Linked DNA regions of Mus musculus: all the other regions are linked to region 2. The links are chromatin contacts, called in public HiCAR-type and HiChIP or PLAC-seq maps. All regions are on one chromosome and are shown on one strand. The core of a region is the stretch at or near the end of the contact, and the rest is flanking DNA. Distances in the headings are between cores, read along the strand shown. Region 1 overlaps Gm34080 (a long non-coding RNA gene). Region 2 holds the start of Six1 (sine oculis-related homeobox 1). Region 3 has its middle 17 kb from the start of Gm33929. Region 4 has its middle 4.9 kb from the start of Gm34016. Region 5 overlaps D830013O20Rik (RIKEN cDNA D830013O20 gene).

The links. HiCAR-type assays count read pairs that join an accessible place to other places. HiChIP or PLAC-seq counts read pairs in DNA pulled down with a chosen protein or histone mark.
Region 1: a contact with region 2 is called in an H3K27ac HiChIP or PLAC-seq map of thymic regulatory T cells, with 12 times the contacts expected there. The contact joins the enhancer-like site here to the promoter of Six1 in region 2. A contact is called at or near these places in 9 of 39 promoter capture datasets (the C10 cell line, cranial neural crest, embryonic stem cells and 6 more), 1 of 484 Hi-C or Micro-C datasets (bone marrow-derived macrophages), 24 of 115 datasets of contacts at active chromatin or transcription factors (the SCID.adh cell line, T-cell acute lymphoblastic leukemia, acute myeloid leukemia and 18 more) and 2 of 9 other capture datasets (adipose tissue and macrophages).
Region 3: an H3K4me3 HiChIP or PLAC-seq map of craniofacial prominence shows a contact between it and region 2, with 4 times the contacts expected there. The contact joins the enhancer-like site here to the promoter of Six1 in region 2. A contact is called at or near these places in 15 of 39 promoter capture datasets (the C10 cell line, the HPC-7 cell line, HPC-7-derived erythroid cells and 10 more), 18 of 484 Hi-C or Micro-C datasets (B cells, the C2C12 cell line, the HL-1 cell line and 13 more), 21 of 115 datasets of contacts at active chromatin or transcription factors (the SCID.adh cell line, Th17 cells, bone marrow-derived dendritic cells and 12 more) and 4 of 9 other capture datasets (adipose tissue, liver, macrophages and 1 more).
Region 4: a contact with region 2 is called in an H3K4me3 HiChIP or PLAC-seq map of the SCID.adh cell line, with 13 times the contacts expected there. The contact joins the enhancer-like site here to the promoter of Six1 in region 2. A contact is called at or near these places in 18 of 39 promoter capture datasets (the 3T3-L1 cell line, the C10 cell line, the HPC-7 cell line and 12 more), 1 of 15 datasets of contacts at CTCF or cohesin (stem cell-derived epiblast-like cells), 21 of 484 Hi-C or Micro-C datasets (the C2C12 cell line, bone marrow-derived macrophages, cardiomyocytes and 12 more), 31 of 115 datasets of contacts at active chromatin or transcription factors (the SCID.adh cell line, T-cell acute lymphoblastic leukemia, Th17 cells and 20 more) and 6 of 9 other capture datasets (adipose tissue, embryonic stem cells, embryonic trunk and 3 more).
Region 5: a HiCAR-type map of kidney shows a contact between it and region 2, with 2.7 times the contacts expected there. The contact joins the enhancer-like site here to the promoter of Six1 in region 2. A contact is called at or near these places in 12 of 39 promoter capture datasets (3T3-L1-derived adipocytes, the C10 cell line, cranial neural crest and 9 more), 5 of 484 Hi-C or Micro-C datasets (the HL-1 cell line, bone marrow-derived macrophages, embryonic fibroblasts and 2 more), 14 of 115 datasets of contacts at active chromatin or transcription factors (acute myeloid leukemia, bone marrow-derived macrophages, craniofacial prominence and 8 more) and 4 of 9 other capture datasets (adipose tissue, embryonic stem cells, liver and 1 more).

The regions. Positions count from the first base shown.
Region 1 is chr12:73,493,116-73,495,815 of GRCm38.p6, forward strand. All of the region lies in intron 2 of Gm34080 (a long non-coding RNA gene), which reads left to right. It overlaps Gm34016 (a long non-coding RNA gene), which reads right to left. Exons shown (of 4, transcript XR_381683.2): 3 at 677-760. Among named protein-coding and RNA genes, the nearest start is that of Gm34016, 15 kb to the right of the region's middle. Within about 2 kb of position 1,271, at least 20 of the 459 cell types and tissues checked have an H3K27ac peak or open chromatin away from gene starts, as enhancers often do. A contact at or near this core is called in the SCID.adh cell line, memory CD8 T cells, regulatory T cells and 2 more, where this site is marked.
Region 2 is chr12:73,045,392-73,048,132 of GRCm38.p6, forward strand. It overlaps Six1 (sine oculis-related homeobox 1), which reads right to left and starts at 1,321. Exons shown (of 2, transcript NM_009189.3): 1 at 476-1,321. The coding sequence starts at 1,035. It overlaps Gm51264 (predicted gene, 51264), which reads left to right and starts at 494; the gene lies at 494-557.
Region 3 is chr12:73,426,864-73,429,563 of GRCm38.p6, forward strand. No RefSeq gene overlaps it. Among named protein-coding and RNA genes, the nearest start is that of Gm33929, 17 kb to the right of the region's middle. Within about 2 kb of position 1,433, at least 34 of the 459 cell types and tissues checked have an H3K27ac peak or open chromatin away from gene starts, as enhancers often do. A contact at or near this core is called in craniofacial prominence and uterus, where this site is marked.
Region 4 is chr12:73,512,885-73,515,644 of GRCm38.p6, forward strand. No RefSeq gene overlaps it. Among named protein-coding and RNA genes, the nearest start is that of Gm34016, 4.9 kb to the left of the region's middle. Within about 2 kb of position 1,342, at least 6 of the 459 cell types and tissues checked have an H3K27ac peak or open chromatin away from gene starts, as enhancers often do. A contact at or near this core is called in the C2C12 cell line, the SCID.adh cell line and palatal mesenchyme, where this site is marked.
Region 5 is chr12:73,382,129-73,384,828 of GRCm38.p6, forward strand. The region is part of intron 2 of D830013O20Rik (RIKEN cDNA D830013O20 gene); the gene reads right to left. Among named protein-coding and RNA genes, the nearest start is that of Gm40442, 19 kb to the right of the region's middle. Within about 2 kb of position 1,308, at least 101 of the 459 cell types and tissues checked have an H3K27ac peak or open chromatin away from gene starts, as enhancers often do. A contact at or near this core is called in the HL-1 cell line, embryonic fibroblasts, kidney and 3 more, where this site is marked.

The sequences.
Region 1 (2,700 bases), core at 21-2,520, 450 kb after region 2:
ACCTGGAATGAGATTGTAGGTACAGGCTACTCTGGCATTTAAAGGTGTTGAGCCTGCCATATCTTGGAATGCTGTGGACAGCATGTCTCTCGCTCCAGGCTTTGTCCTCTATCTGGAGTAAAGGGTGTTGAGACAGACTACAGTTGTGAAAATTCATCAAAACTATACTTTAGATTCGTGCCTTTTACTGTAAGTGGCATCTCAGGAGAGGAGGGATTGAGGGAGATGGAATATTGATGATGATACTGTCCTTGGTACATCTTTGTGTGTGTGTGTGTGTGTGTGTGTGTGTGTGTGGTTTTGGGGATAACATCCGCCAAGGGCTATGTATACTATGCAGGTGCCTACCACCAAGCTCCAGCCCTGGTACTCTGAGTTCACTGGTTATCTTTGCGGGTTGGGGAACTGAGAGGTTTGTATCTAGACCCTCTTGAGTGCTAGGCAGGTGCTCTGCCACTGAGCTAAATCTTCAGACTCCTTTTCTGTTTTTACATTGAGACAAAAATCTCACTAAGTTCCCTAAACTGAGGCCCATCTAGGTCTCTGACGTGACTGGGAATTCAGTGGCTTGTGCCCCCTGCATCTGGCCTTCTCTATGTGGGTTCCATGCATCTTTCTGATTTCACCCACGTCACCTGAGGCTCAATGGCAGCGCCATCACCTTTCCCCTTCTCACCTGTGAAAGGCCATCCTGTCAGAACCTTCTCTGCGGCTTTGAGAAACATTTAGGGTAAAGTCAAAGGGAAGGCTATCATGACATCTGAAAGAGTAAAAGATCCAGACTTGTAATCCTAGCTACTCTGGAGATGGAGGCAGGAGGATTGCCACACCATGGTCTGCCTGGGCAAGTTCAAAGGCAACCTGGGGGACCAAGTGAGACCCTGTCTCAAAAGAAAAAAAAAATTAAAAACAGACTGGCTACGTAGATCAATGGTAGAGCACGTGCCTAGCATGCACAAGGCCCTAGATTCAACACCCAAAACTGAAACTAAACAAAACAGAAACCACGGGTTTCTCCCTAGCCTCAGAGGCAGACGTCTGTCCACATCCACAGGTCTGCTCTATCTATGTGGGCATCTCGGCGGGCAGCCTCTGAGCGCAGGATCTGCCTCCTTGACCTTCTCATAGAACGTCTGTTCTTTCAAACGCCTGTCAGGCTATAGCAGATATTACAAAGCTTGCACGAAGGCAAATATAGGGCCTGCCTTGGAGCCGTGCAAAGGCTGAGCTTTGATTTTATCTTCTGTTGGTTTCCTCAGCATAGCTAATGCCATGTTTCTGGTCAATAGACATGAAGGTGGAACTGCTCTGAGCAGGTCCGAGCCGGTCCGTTTCATCCCGTGGCCTGCTGACCTTGACGGCACTTTCATGTCCATTCATAGAGAGTTTACTGTAAAATGAAATTAAAGCAAACTGGATTCTCTCCAGAAAGGCAACGCTGGAGATATCTATGAGCGGGGAAATGCATCTACTGTACTCACTGCAGACTTCCCGAGCTCCCAGCCTCCCTCTCTCCTCTCACCTCGAACCCTCTCCTCCAGCTCTGCAGTGCAGATGGGAGGGGAGGGGAGGGGAGGGGAGGGGAGGGGAGGGGAGGGGAGGGGAGGGGAGGGGAGGGGAGGGGAGAGGAGAGGAGAGGAGAGGAGAGGAGAGGAGAGGAGAGGAGAGGAGAGGAGAGGAGAGGAGAGGAGAGGAGAGGAGAGATACCATGCGTGCCTATAGCCAGCCCTCCATCATCACCTCATAGCTTCAGGTCAAACGTCCTAGTCCTTTTTAGATGAACTTTAGAAGGAAACTCATTCCTCATCTTTCACACATTTCAAGATGTCTGCATTTCAGCTGAGCGCAACCCTCACAGCCACATAATAAACTATCCTCCTGCCCCCAGAGTTTAAAGGGAAAACCGAGTGGGGGTCCAAAGCATCTGTGGGTAGATGCAGTTTGGCATCTTAATAAATGTCTTAAATTTTTTTGAGTGGAACCTTGGCTTTTGTCTGTAAACCCTCGGGGGTAAAATGTGAACCCATTTCCTCACCGAAGAAATGTCACAGCACTTGACAGGCTGGGTTCTTTGATCCTCAAACATTGTGCCCCTCTGTGCTCTGTCTGTCCTTCCTTGCCGCCCCCCTCCCCAACCTAACTGAGGCTTTGTAACCTGATGCGCTATAAAGAGCATTTTCTACAAGGGTACAAAGTGATGTCCTTGCTTAATACTAAAGCTGTCCACCCATCGCCCTCGTCCCAAGTCCCGTCCCCTCCGAAGGCATGCACCATAAGGCTTGGCTGGCAGGCACGGAAGCTGGTTCAGCTGTTTTGAATTAGAGGTAGGGGGAGGCTTCTTTGTAATATATGACTTAATCAGTGTTCCTGAAGTAAACAACCCAAACTGAAGCTGGCAAGGACCGCCATTTGGACGACGTAAACCTCCTTTGGCTTTGGAGCAGGGACAGGATGTGGGACAAATAGGTGTGTTAGAGTTGATTGTTACAGATGGGTAGTGGTCCTTGGCCCTCCGTGGGAATGAAATATGGCAGTTGTGTTATTAGAATCCCCAGAGAAAGGACAGGATGCCAAGTTGAGTTTGAGTTCCAAATAGATAACAAATAACCGTTTAATATAAATAGATGACTACATTGCTTGGTGACTACAGAACCAATGAAACTCCAAGGCTGAAGAGGGGATTGTGTTCTTCATGTTATG
Region 2 (2,741 bases), core at 71-2,570:
AGAATGAGCAGAGAGCCGGGAGGTACTGGGGGCCGAGCGTTCGACTCAGACCAGCTTCAAGACGGAGCGAAAGAGCGGAGGTTCGAGACCTTCCGCCGTACCGAACAGCTTCCCTCGCGATACCAAGCAATACCCCCGTTTCCTCTGATCTACAAACTCCCTGGCCATCCCTTCTCTTCGCCGGAGCCAGCCCGGAGGGCATGAAACAAACCCAACGCCGACCGTTCCCCACACTTTCCCTCACCAAAGAAACCCACGCGCGAGTGCTCCACGCAAACGCGACCCAGTCCCTAACAGGCAACCTCAAGAGTTCATGAACCTTCACAGCAGCGTCGCCGAGGCCGGGGTGCCGCCCCACGGACCTCTGCCGGGTGGCGGCGGGTAGGAAGCTGGTGGCGACGCCTGCGGGGGGCAGAAGGGAGCGAAGGGTGAAACTTCCCGGGGTCACCCGAGCCTGGGCAAGCACGCCGCGTACCTTTCCTTGGCCTCGGCGGCCCGGTCTCTTTGCCTCCGGTTCTTAAACCAGTTGCTGACCTGGGTGGTGGTGAGGCCGGTGGCCTCGGCCAGCTCCCGTTTCTCCCTCGGTGAGGGGTAGGGGTTGTGCGCGTACCACTCCCGCAGCACGCCCCGAGACTTCTCCTTAAAGCAGTAGCTGGTCTCCTCGCCGTCCCAGATGGTCCGCGGCAACGGGAATTTTCGGCGCACCCGATATTTGCCCACGGCACCCAGGGGTCGGCCGCGAAGTTTCTCGGCCTCCACGTAGTGCGCTTTCAGCCACAGCTGCTGCAGTTTGGGGTGATTGTGAGGCGAGAACTGGTGGCTCTCCAGTATCTTGTAGAGCTCGCGGAAGTTGCCGCGGTGGAAGGCGACCACCGCCTTGGCCTTGAGCACGCTCTCGTTCTTGTGCAGGTGATCGCAGGCGGGCAACGACCACAAGAACCTGCCCAGGCGTTCCAGGTTCCCTCCTTGCTGCAGAACTTCGCACACGCACGCCACTTGCTCTTGCGTAAAACCAAACGACGGCAGCATCGACATGGCTGGCGCTGCCGGGGCGCACGGGCCCGGGCGCACGCGGCAGTGAGCAGAGCTGGGAGAGCAGGGGGCGGCTGCCGCGGGGAGGGGGGCGCGGCTGCTCCTAACCCCCTCCCTAGCCTTGGCGCGGGCGAAGAGACCAGTCGAACCTCGGCGGGTGGGAGGCCAAGGAAGACGAAGAGAAGTAGGGGTGAGCTAGACTCCGAGTGGCTGGCGTTCTCTACAGCCTTCTGGGCCTCGCTGGCTCCCGCCTGCCGCCGGGTGGATGCTGCTGGTTGCCGGGGAACTTGGTTTCTGTTCTCCCCGCAGCGGCCTTAAAGCGCGCAGCGTCCCCGACACGCTGATTGGCTGCGAGCGGCGCCTATCCGAAGCTGGCCAGCCTGCGCGCCGCCCGGCCCGGCAGCAAAGCCGCGCCACCCTGCCGCCCCGCGTGGGGAGGGCGAAGCTACCGAGTGCTGCCTAGGATAAGAAGTGGTGGGAGGAGAAGGACCCGGAGAGGTGGGAAGTGAGGTGGGGTCGGGAGGAGGGAACTGGGGTGCTGAAAAGGGTGGTGACCAAGTCAGGACCTTGCGAAGCGGCGCCCTCTTTGGTGTCACCTAAGGGGAGCCTCACGCAGCACAAATCAATGGCTGCAGACGTTCTAATGACCCTCTTCTCCATATTCTTAGCCCTGTCTCTTGCAGTCTTGGCTTTTCCCGGTGAGCTCATATTTAATTACCTTAATGTTAAGATGAATAAATAATGGATTGATGAATAGCTTATGGAATGAGATAAATAATACAAAAGGAGACTAGGGTTCTGTGCTGCAAGCACTCTGAAAGTGGCTTCTTCCAGGTTTGGTTCCTGGAGGTGAAGACAAACCTAGCCCCCCACCCCCACCCCCACCCCCACCCCCCAACTCCTACACCCTTTCTCTTCCTAACTCCTAACACCTCCTAAAGGTCTCAAGGACTCTGATCTGGGCAACATTCCCCTCATTCTCAAAGTGCCTCTAGAAGAGGGATCAGAAGGGTTGACCCTGGCACTGTAGCATAGAGACACCAGGGCTTCATCTGCAATTTAGAATCTTGCTGTCCATAGACTTCTGGACTCAGTTTCCCCAGTTGTACGGTTGCGTTTTTTCAAAGCAACCCCTGCTACCGATGGATGCTGAAAAGCTTTACTTGCCATTAGCAAAAAAAAAAAAAAAAATTGGGGAACCTCATGCAAAAGGCGCTGAATGGGGTGTAAATTAAATAAAACTGCGCCCAGCTCCAATAACTGTCTGGTTGTAACATAATCCTTGCCCTGCTCTGAGAGGGACACTGCCCTCTAAGCTAGAACCACAGTGGCTCCAAGAAGATTAAATAAAGTGTGTGTGTGTGTGTGTGTGTGTGTGTGTGTGTGTGTGTTTGCAATGCTGGCCTATTTTACTGCCAGCCAATGAGATGTGTCCTGCAATTTAAGTTCCATCATCTGCTATTTTGTTTCTGTGGGGAGAATGCTTAGTAAAACTGCACAGACAAATGAAGCTGTAATTAACTTAAGCCTCATTTGCACACCTTGTTCCAAAGCAATTATTAAAAAGATTTCAAAAACAATTAGCCTCTCTAAACAAAGATAATCTATTGTCAGTGGCTAAGTCAAGCAAGAGATAAGAACAATGGGTGGAGATAAGGGAAGGTGGAGGGAGAGTGACTTTATGACTATACTTATCTCTGATTAGATAA
Region 3 (2,700 bases), core at 183-2,682, 380 kb after region 2:
CCTTTACAGAAAAACTGCCTGTCTCTGAACTAGGTTAGTATTGATGGAGAAAGACCACCGGCCCACATAGAATTAAGATCCCCAGTAGCCATATTAATAAACTAGTAAGACGAAAGTTAATCATAATAACATCTTATCTAAGCCACAATGTTCAAAATATTATCATCTCAACATGTAACCCATGAGAAAATTATTAACAAAACACTGACATTCCATGGTTCATATGAACTCTCAGAAACTGGGCTAGGATTTGACACAACACACTTGAATTTGGACCACCTGCATTTACAGGGATCAAAAGCCACACATGGCCTCCGAGATGGCTTGCCTGGTAAAGAAACCTGCTGCCAAGCCCGATGACCCGAGTTTAATCCCAGGGACCCTCGTCTCGGAAGGAAAGGACTGACTGTTGAAAAACTTGTACGTCAGTCTCCACATGTACGTCAGGGCACATGCCCAAAGGGGCACGCAAATTTAATTATAAATATTAAATATAATAATTTATAACTTATAATTTTAATTTTGGTGATACATACACACATACATAATACATATGGATATATGAGAGAGAACGAGCAAGTCTCTTTTAACCATAGCTTTGTATTGTAGCTTTTTATAGATTTATTTCTATAAAGTTTATTATAAAATTTACAAATAAATAAAAACACCACACACGAAAATTAACCAGACACACATACACACTAAATAAACGGAATAAAAAACTTAAAGCCACACGTGGTAAGTGGCCAGTGCTTTGGGCAGTACAGGTTTTGACACCAGTTAAAGGATCTGATTTCAGTGTGAGGAAGCTTTGCTAACCTCAGTCCTGTGACAGTGGGGGCCGCCTGACAATGAAGGGGTGTCCCGAGCACTGTACAATATTTATCCATAACCCCCTGGATTCCACCCAGTAGACGCCAGCAACACTCCATGTCCCAGGGTAACAATTAAAAAAAAAAGTCCTCAATGCCAAAGGTTGCTTTGTACCGGGAACCTCTGGCCGTGGCTCGAAGGAGCTGCACGTGGGAATATACCTGGCACTGCCCGGAAAATGTCAGCCACATCAACCAGTTTGATGAAAGACCTAAAAGCGTGTACTGAAACTTTGGTAAGAAAACCCGAGGCCAGCTCTGCCGCTGAAGCATTTGAAGTTTGCTCCCTCGGCACAGATAGCCATCAAAGAATTTGGTGGAGGGGAATTAAATTAGCAAAGTTGTAAATTAAAAACATTTTCTTCCATCTTTGAAAAACCCAAATTCTTTTCTTTCTCTTACTGGCATCAATTCTCCGCTCCCACCCCCCACTCCCGTTCCAACCCCCGCTAAAGAAAAGCATCATTTTAAAGAGTTAGTGCCCCCACCCTGCATCTAGGGGGTGGTTTTTTATTAAATTCCAGAAGAGGGCTGGGTTTCCAAAGCCATCAACCAGGCTCTTGGTGAGCAGGCTCCCTGCCACTTCGCTGACATTCCACCCGCAGGAGGAGTGGAAGATCAACTGCAAGCAGGCCGAGTGGCTGCGGCTGATGCTTCGGGGTTTCCTGAGGGCTTTGCTGGTGTAAGAGTGAGGCTGAGGCGGAAGCCTAATGATGTCCGAAGGACCTGACCATGGCTAAATTGCTCCATTTGCTCAACACCTAATGTCTACAGCGGCCTCTAAGTCCAATAATCATAGCACCAGGAACAAAGTGGAATAGTGTGCGGAGCCGGGTTTTTTTCTTTGATCACGTGATCACACAGCCCGGAAGGCAGCGAGTATATTGCAGATACTTATTTGAGAATGTGTTATTTGGGGGTGGGGGTGGGGGATATAGCCTCCCACTGCTCCCTAGTTCCTTCCACTGGCTACCTTCCATCCTGTCCTAGAAGGCTGACCTCTATGACTGCATGACTGGACTCTTCTGCCTGCTGAGCTCTTGCTAGGTTCAGCCAGAGGGAAGCCCTGCAGGAGATCAGAGAGGGAAGGGAGACTGGGATTGGACTGTGGGTTACCAGAGATCTTAGTTCCTACAAGGTCAGACTTCCCTAGACCTCCAGAACCACTCTCCTGTCCTTTGCAGACTTCTTGGAAAGGCACAGTGCTGTCATCAGCTCCAGGCTACTGCCTCATGGATGGCAATTCCCTAGCAAGCCTCATGTGGATTCACAAACTCCTTAGTCATCCCTCTGTCATCCTGACCCCTTAAAGCACTCTTCTCAAAGGAGGTCATCATGTGATATCTCAGACAAAATAGGGCTGGCTGTAAGGTCCCAGTGGAGTACCCTAAGTCTAGGCTAGGGTCCCTGTGGGCAGTGGTCCATGCTCCCTCCTCTCCTTCCTATCCTGTGTGTGTGTGGTCAGTAGATGCTCTGAGGAGCTTCAGGACTCATGTTTACATGGAGCCATCTTGTGGGGGTCCAGTTTGGGTAGAGTACCCCCAGGAATAGATTGTTCCCAATGGCTGTATGCATTTGTGCAATTGTTGAACACTAGGCCTGTGTGGTGCTTGCTGACCAGCTGACTTGGAGTGACTCAGATATCTTATATCCATAGCAGTCTTGCAAAAGAAATATTTACCTGTTACTCTACATACCTTAAGACTAGTCTTGAGTGGGTATGCATATTGACAATATGTAGTTCAGGTATTGAGACTATAGATAATTATTTTGGACATACACACACACACACACACACACAGAGAGAGAGAGAGAGAGAGAGAGAGAG
Region 4 (2,760 bases), core at 92-2,591, 470 kb after region 2:
CGCTACACACCAGGTACAGACCTTCTTCCTAACATGAAGAAGACTGAGTGCACTGGGGTGTGTGTGTGTGTGTGTGTGTGTGTGTGTGTTGTAAGCACATTCAACGCAGGCCATACCTCTGTGCTGAAAGGAGCATGCTCGCATGAGGCCTTGTTAAGCAGCTGTAGCTACAAAGTTGCGCATTCTCAGTAATGGGGTCTCCTAACCCACTTTGCTTCTGTTCTTTCTCCCGCTGAGCTATGAGTTGCTGTGTAACCACTAGAATCTTCTATCCAAAAAATCCCTGCTAACACCCTACTGTGACCTCCCTTCTCCCACTGATCTCAAAGTCCCTAAGCTGACTGTCAGTAGCTTCTGCAGCCCCCACCCCCACCCCCAGTTTTCTTTCTCCTTTCCTTTAGGTGCCATCCACACTGATATTTTTGCTCCCGTCCTCTGTGGCACAAGATCCCCTTTTCTGACCTCAGTGGCTCCAGTGCCATCCTGAAGGTGTGCACTCCTCGCTGTTCAGAGAAAGTATCTCAGGCATATGACCGTGGGCTGTGACCCTGAGTTCCCCCAACGCTTACCTCCTCCAGCACAGCCTACACCGTACAGCAGTGCCCTGTACCTGTTTTCCACGGGGAACACTGTAAAGGCAGAGATGCGGCTCGTGCCCTCTGCTCCCAGTACAGAATCCGAGGAGAGCTGGCATTTGAAAATAACCAAATAAGTAAACCAAATTGTAATCACCAAAAAAGAAAGTTATTCTTCCCCTAACTCCACAGAAACACAACTGACATAGATGTTTATCTATGGTTACTCGGTCCCGCTGTGGGCTCTGTGTATACTTCAGTTCCTTGAGAATTTGTTTAAATGAAAAGCCACTGACTCTTGAAAGCTGACTGATTAAAGGATTCTTGTTGGAGTGGCTAGAAGGCACCGATGGGCAAAGTCAGTCTCAGTTTCTGATTTCTGGAAGCTTCCAGAGGCCCTCCAGGAGAGGAGGTATGTTAGTCACAGTCCAGGTCCTTTGAGAATGTCACCATTGAAAGGCAGCCTTGGTTCTGTAATTCTAGGGTGGCTTCCAAATATAGGCTACTGTCTTTAGTGAGAAATGTCTTTGGATAGCCGTGATGCTCCAGATCTGCCTTGCATTGCTTGTGGGTATATTTCTTAGCAAGGGGCACGCTAATGATTCGAGTCGCCTACACCTCATTCTTGAGCTATACCCTGACATTACTTTTTAACTCACATCAAAGCCTTTTCTCGGGACTCTGCACTCCTGTAATGATGTAATGCACTCCTGTAATGATGTAATGCACTCCTGTAATGATGGTCCGACCATAGCCACTGCGCTGCCTCAACCGTCAGTCGGAGTTCTCCTCCTCTTGGGTTACTGGGAAACTTAGACTTCTACATTCAACATTCTACCTCAACCATCAAACTCATCCAGGGTTGGTTTATCTTTTGGGAAACTACGTGCTTCAAGTTTTGTTTTGTTTTGTTTTGTTTTGTTTTAATTCCAGGAAAGAGTAGGAAAATCAGAGTAGCATGAACAAAACGAAGCCATTGGCTGTCGCCACCCCAGCTGCAGAGGGCAAATGAAGAGCTGGCACTAGGTGGCCAGCATCCTTCAGCCTTCATCCTGACCCACCAGTGCCATGACCAGAGGCCCAGTCTAAGGAATCAAAATGAGGAAGTTCATCTCGTCCGAAGCAGTAGGGATGTGCCTCCCGAGTTCTAATCCCTTTGACAAATATTCTATGCTGAGGACCAAAATCACCATCAGGGGATGGAGGAGCCCAGTTGATTAATTAGCCTATGATTAGCCTGGACTTTGATCCCCAGCAAGCAAGCAAGCAAGAAAGAAAGAAGGAAGGAAAGAAAAGCAAGCAAGCAGAACTGCCCCTCCACAGCACAGAACTTCTTTGCTAGAATATAAAGTCGAGACTCATCTGACTCAGTGATTCAATATATTTGGGCAATGTGTAACTGGAAACCCCGAATGATCGGGAGCATATGTGAGTGCGTGTGGTTCGCTCTAATTCTGAACAAACCACTAGTAAAACCACCTCTGTCCCCTCCTGTGTGAGCAGCTGAGGAGGAGCCAGCGGAGACTGCAGTCTCTGCATGCTGTCTTCTCCTGTGACAGTGGCAGCTCAGTCACAGAGTTCTTTTCCAGAAGGGGATGTAGAAAGTGGGGGACCTGGGGGCCTTTCAGACCCCAGTTCCCAACCTTAGTGACTGGAGGTGGCAAAATACAGCAGTCATTATGCTATATGTGATATTTACATTCACACTAAAATCCACATGAAGTCTTTTAGAATATCTTTCATTTACTCTTTGACAAGTTCATATGTGTATACAATGTACCTTGATCTTACCCAACCCCCACCCCCGACTCTGTCATACTCCTCCAAGACAGCCCCAGGACACATCGCCCTCCCAACCTCATATCCTTTCCACTTATTTATTTACTTATTTGTTTCTTATTTTTATTTTTAACCTATTGAGTTCAGTTGACGCTGCCTGCTGGAGCTGATCTTGGTGTGCTGTAGTGCAGGTGACCACAGTGGGTTTGTAGGCGCAATGGCCACATCACCCACAGGGGATTTCATTTCATAGCATTCTGCCTCACTCTGAAACTCTTACATTCTTCTGAGTCTTGCAGAGGGATCTTGACACAGACGTCCATTTAAAGGCTGTCTTAAATGAGATGAAAGGCTGGATTGCCAGAGCACACAGGATTTTAGGGCAACAAAAACTCTGGTCAGTTTT
Region 5 (2,700 bases), core at 58-2,557, 340 kb after region 2:
ACAAACAAAAACCAAACCAAACCAAACCAAAACCAAACAAACAAACAAACAAAAACCCCCAAAAAACAGTGTTCTCTTTTGGCATCATACTGGGACAAGGACAGGTGTCATCCAGTGGTAACAAGAAACTAGGCCATTCATGGCTTCTCATTGGCTTTCAAAAGCCCAGCCCAGAGCCCTCCCATGGTCCTCATCTGTAAGGCTCACACTGTCCACTGGAGTTGTTATTTCATTCAGCTGAAAAGTTCTCTGTGCACACACACACACACACACACACACACACACGCCAACCTGTGATGCTTCGTATGTTTATCTGGCGAAGCTCATCACAGCTGTCAGGTGGTTAGCCTTGGCAGCCGGGTTAGCACTGAGAAAGTGTGCCCTTCCTGTGAGCACCTCAAGTGTGGTTTACGGACTTGAAAGAAGGACCGGTGACGGCCGGTTGTGAGTGTGTGTGTGTGTGTGTTTGTGTGTGTGTCACAGTTGCCACTTTTCATCCAGCTTAACTTAAAGCAAAAAGATAGAAAAGCAATTTGCTGTTGTTTTGGAAGCTTTCCTCTCAGGACAGTTTAACATTTTGTAAGCACTTGGTGCTAGTGGACAGATGGGCGTGCTGATGCCAATCAGGTGACTTCAAAGCCCTGAGTGTCCAATCCCAGAACCCTTGCTGATGGGGAAATGAAGCTCTGAGACTCTGACGTGGTGTGTGGCACCAGCCCCCCTACACCTCAAACCCCCCACTTAGCACCTGCCAATCTCCTGTCCTCTCTGAAAGAGTCTGTTTTTCTCCCTGCTGGCTCCCCACTACTCCAGGGGTTTCCTCCACGCTGTCAGTCTTAGTCTTTCTGCTGCTAGAAGTGTTTTCTCAGGCTCAGAATCACTGGGAGTGGAAAAACCAGTCAGCCCCAGCTCCAGCCACAAACCCGCCCTTGCCCAACAGCCTGGGGCCTTCCTTTTAGCAGGACTACTAGGACTGAAGCACTGTCAACTTGGGTCCTGCTCCTAATCTGTTGGACATCATCCCCCTCCATGGTGGTGTCCCTAGCCAGGGCAGACACTCCTGCGATCCCAAGAGATTCCCGGAGCCTAGCCCATGTGTCTCATGCCTAGCCTGAATCAGGACACTGAGTCCACAGGCCAAGGTTCCTTGCTCATTCAACTGTGGCAGCAACAGTGCATGCATCAGATGGTGCGGGTTTCAAGTCTGTATAATGAGAATGAGCTTAACTGCTTTCCCGTATGGCTTTTCGGGACCTTCTCCACTTCCCTTCCCCATGAAATGTAGGGTGAGTCATGGCTGGAGAATCTTGCTTCTCCCCCACTGCCCCTGTGTCTCCAGCAGCAAAGAGGATGGCTTCCTAGGGCTTCCCTTCCTGGCAGTAAACCTCATCCTTCCCAGGACTCTAATAACTGGTCCAGGGAGAACATCAGGGGTTCTCCTTTAAGCCCTGCTCCCACCAGGAGGGAGGACCAGTGTCTGCTACAGACCCAGAGTCCTAGGGTAGGGGGGCAAGGCCATAGAACAATGGGGCCAAGTGGATGGAGAGAGCTGTCCTCTGAGTCCTCTGGCCCCGGACAGACAGACGCCTCTCTTCTAAACTCATGCCTGTGTAATCTGAGGTCCTGTAGTGAGCTATTGATAAGGAAGGCAGAGACTCAGTCCCTAAGTTACTCTGCCAGGGCTGCTGTAACTAGCACACTTGTGGCCCAGCGATGGAAATTCACAGTTTTAGAGGCTGGTAGGCAAGATGCAGATTCAGGTTAGTGGGACCAAGGAGGGATAGATCTGTCTCTGGTTTCTCTCCTTGGCTAGCAGAGGGCCACCTCGTCCCCAGGTCTTCATGTGGTTTTCCCTCCATACATGGCAGAGTCTAACATTTCTCTTTTTATAAAAACATCAGAACATTGGATTAGAGCCCATCTCACTGACCTCATTTAACTTATCTCTCTGTAGACTCATCTCCAAATAGTCACATCCTGAGACACAGGAAGTTAGGACTCTAGCGTGTGTGTTGCTGAGGGTGGGAGCAGAGTTACATAGCAGTCTCCTATCATGAAAGCCCATTCGAAGATGCTCTGTGGCCTGGAATGGCTATGTTAGGCAATGTTCTCCCCCCCCCCCCCATCCCTTCTTCTGTGCCTTCCATTCTCCCCTTCTCTCTTGTCTCTTTTTCTCTCCCTGTTTTCTTCTCTCTGTCTCTTTCCCTTCCTCTTTTCCTTCATCCCTTGGGATGAAGTGTTCTATTGTAGATACTCCTGATCTTGCTCTGCCTTCTTAGATAACACTACAACTGTAACTCAGCACACATCATAGGTTGGTCAAGCTGACTGGAAGCACAGGAGAGCAGGATAAGTGACTGTCCTGTCCTTCCTACCTCCCCAGCACCTGGCAGACACTTGGAAGTCTCTTGTCTCACTGTGTTGGGTTCAAAGTCTCTCTTGCATACCTTTCTCTCTCTCTGACTCTCATTCTTCATAAGAAAAGAAGAGAGAGAGACAGAGAGACAGAGAGAGAGAGACAGAGAGAGAGAGAGAGAGAGAGAGAGAGAGAGAGAGAGAGAGAGAGAGTTATAAGGAGAGATGAGTTTCTGGGAGAGGGACACCCCTGAGCTGGAGAAGTTTAAGGTAGGGGCGGGGCTGAGAAGAGCCAGGACATTAGCCTGGACTCTGAAATAAGTAACAGGTTCTTGTGGTACTGAG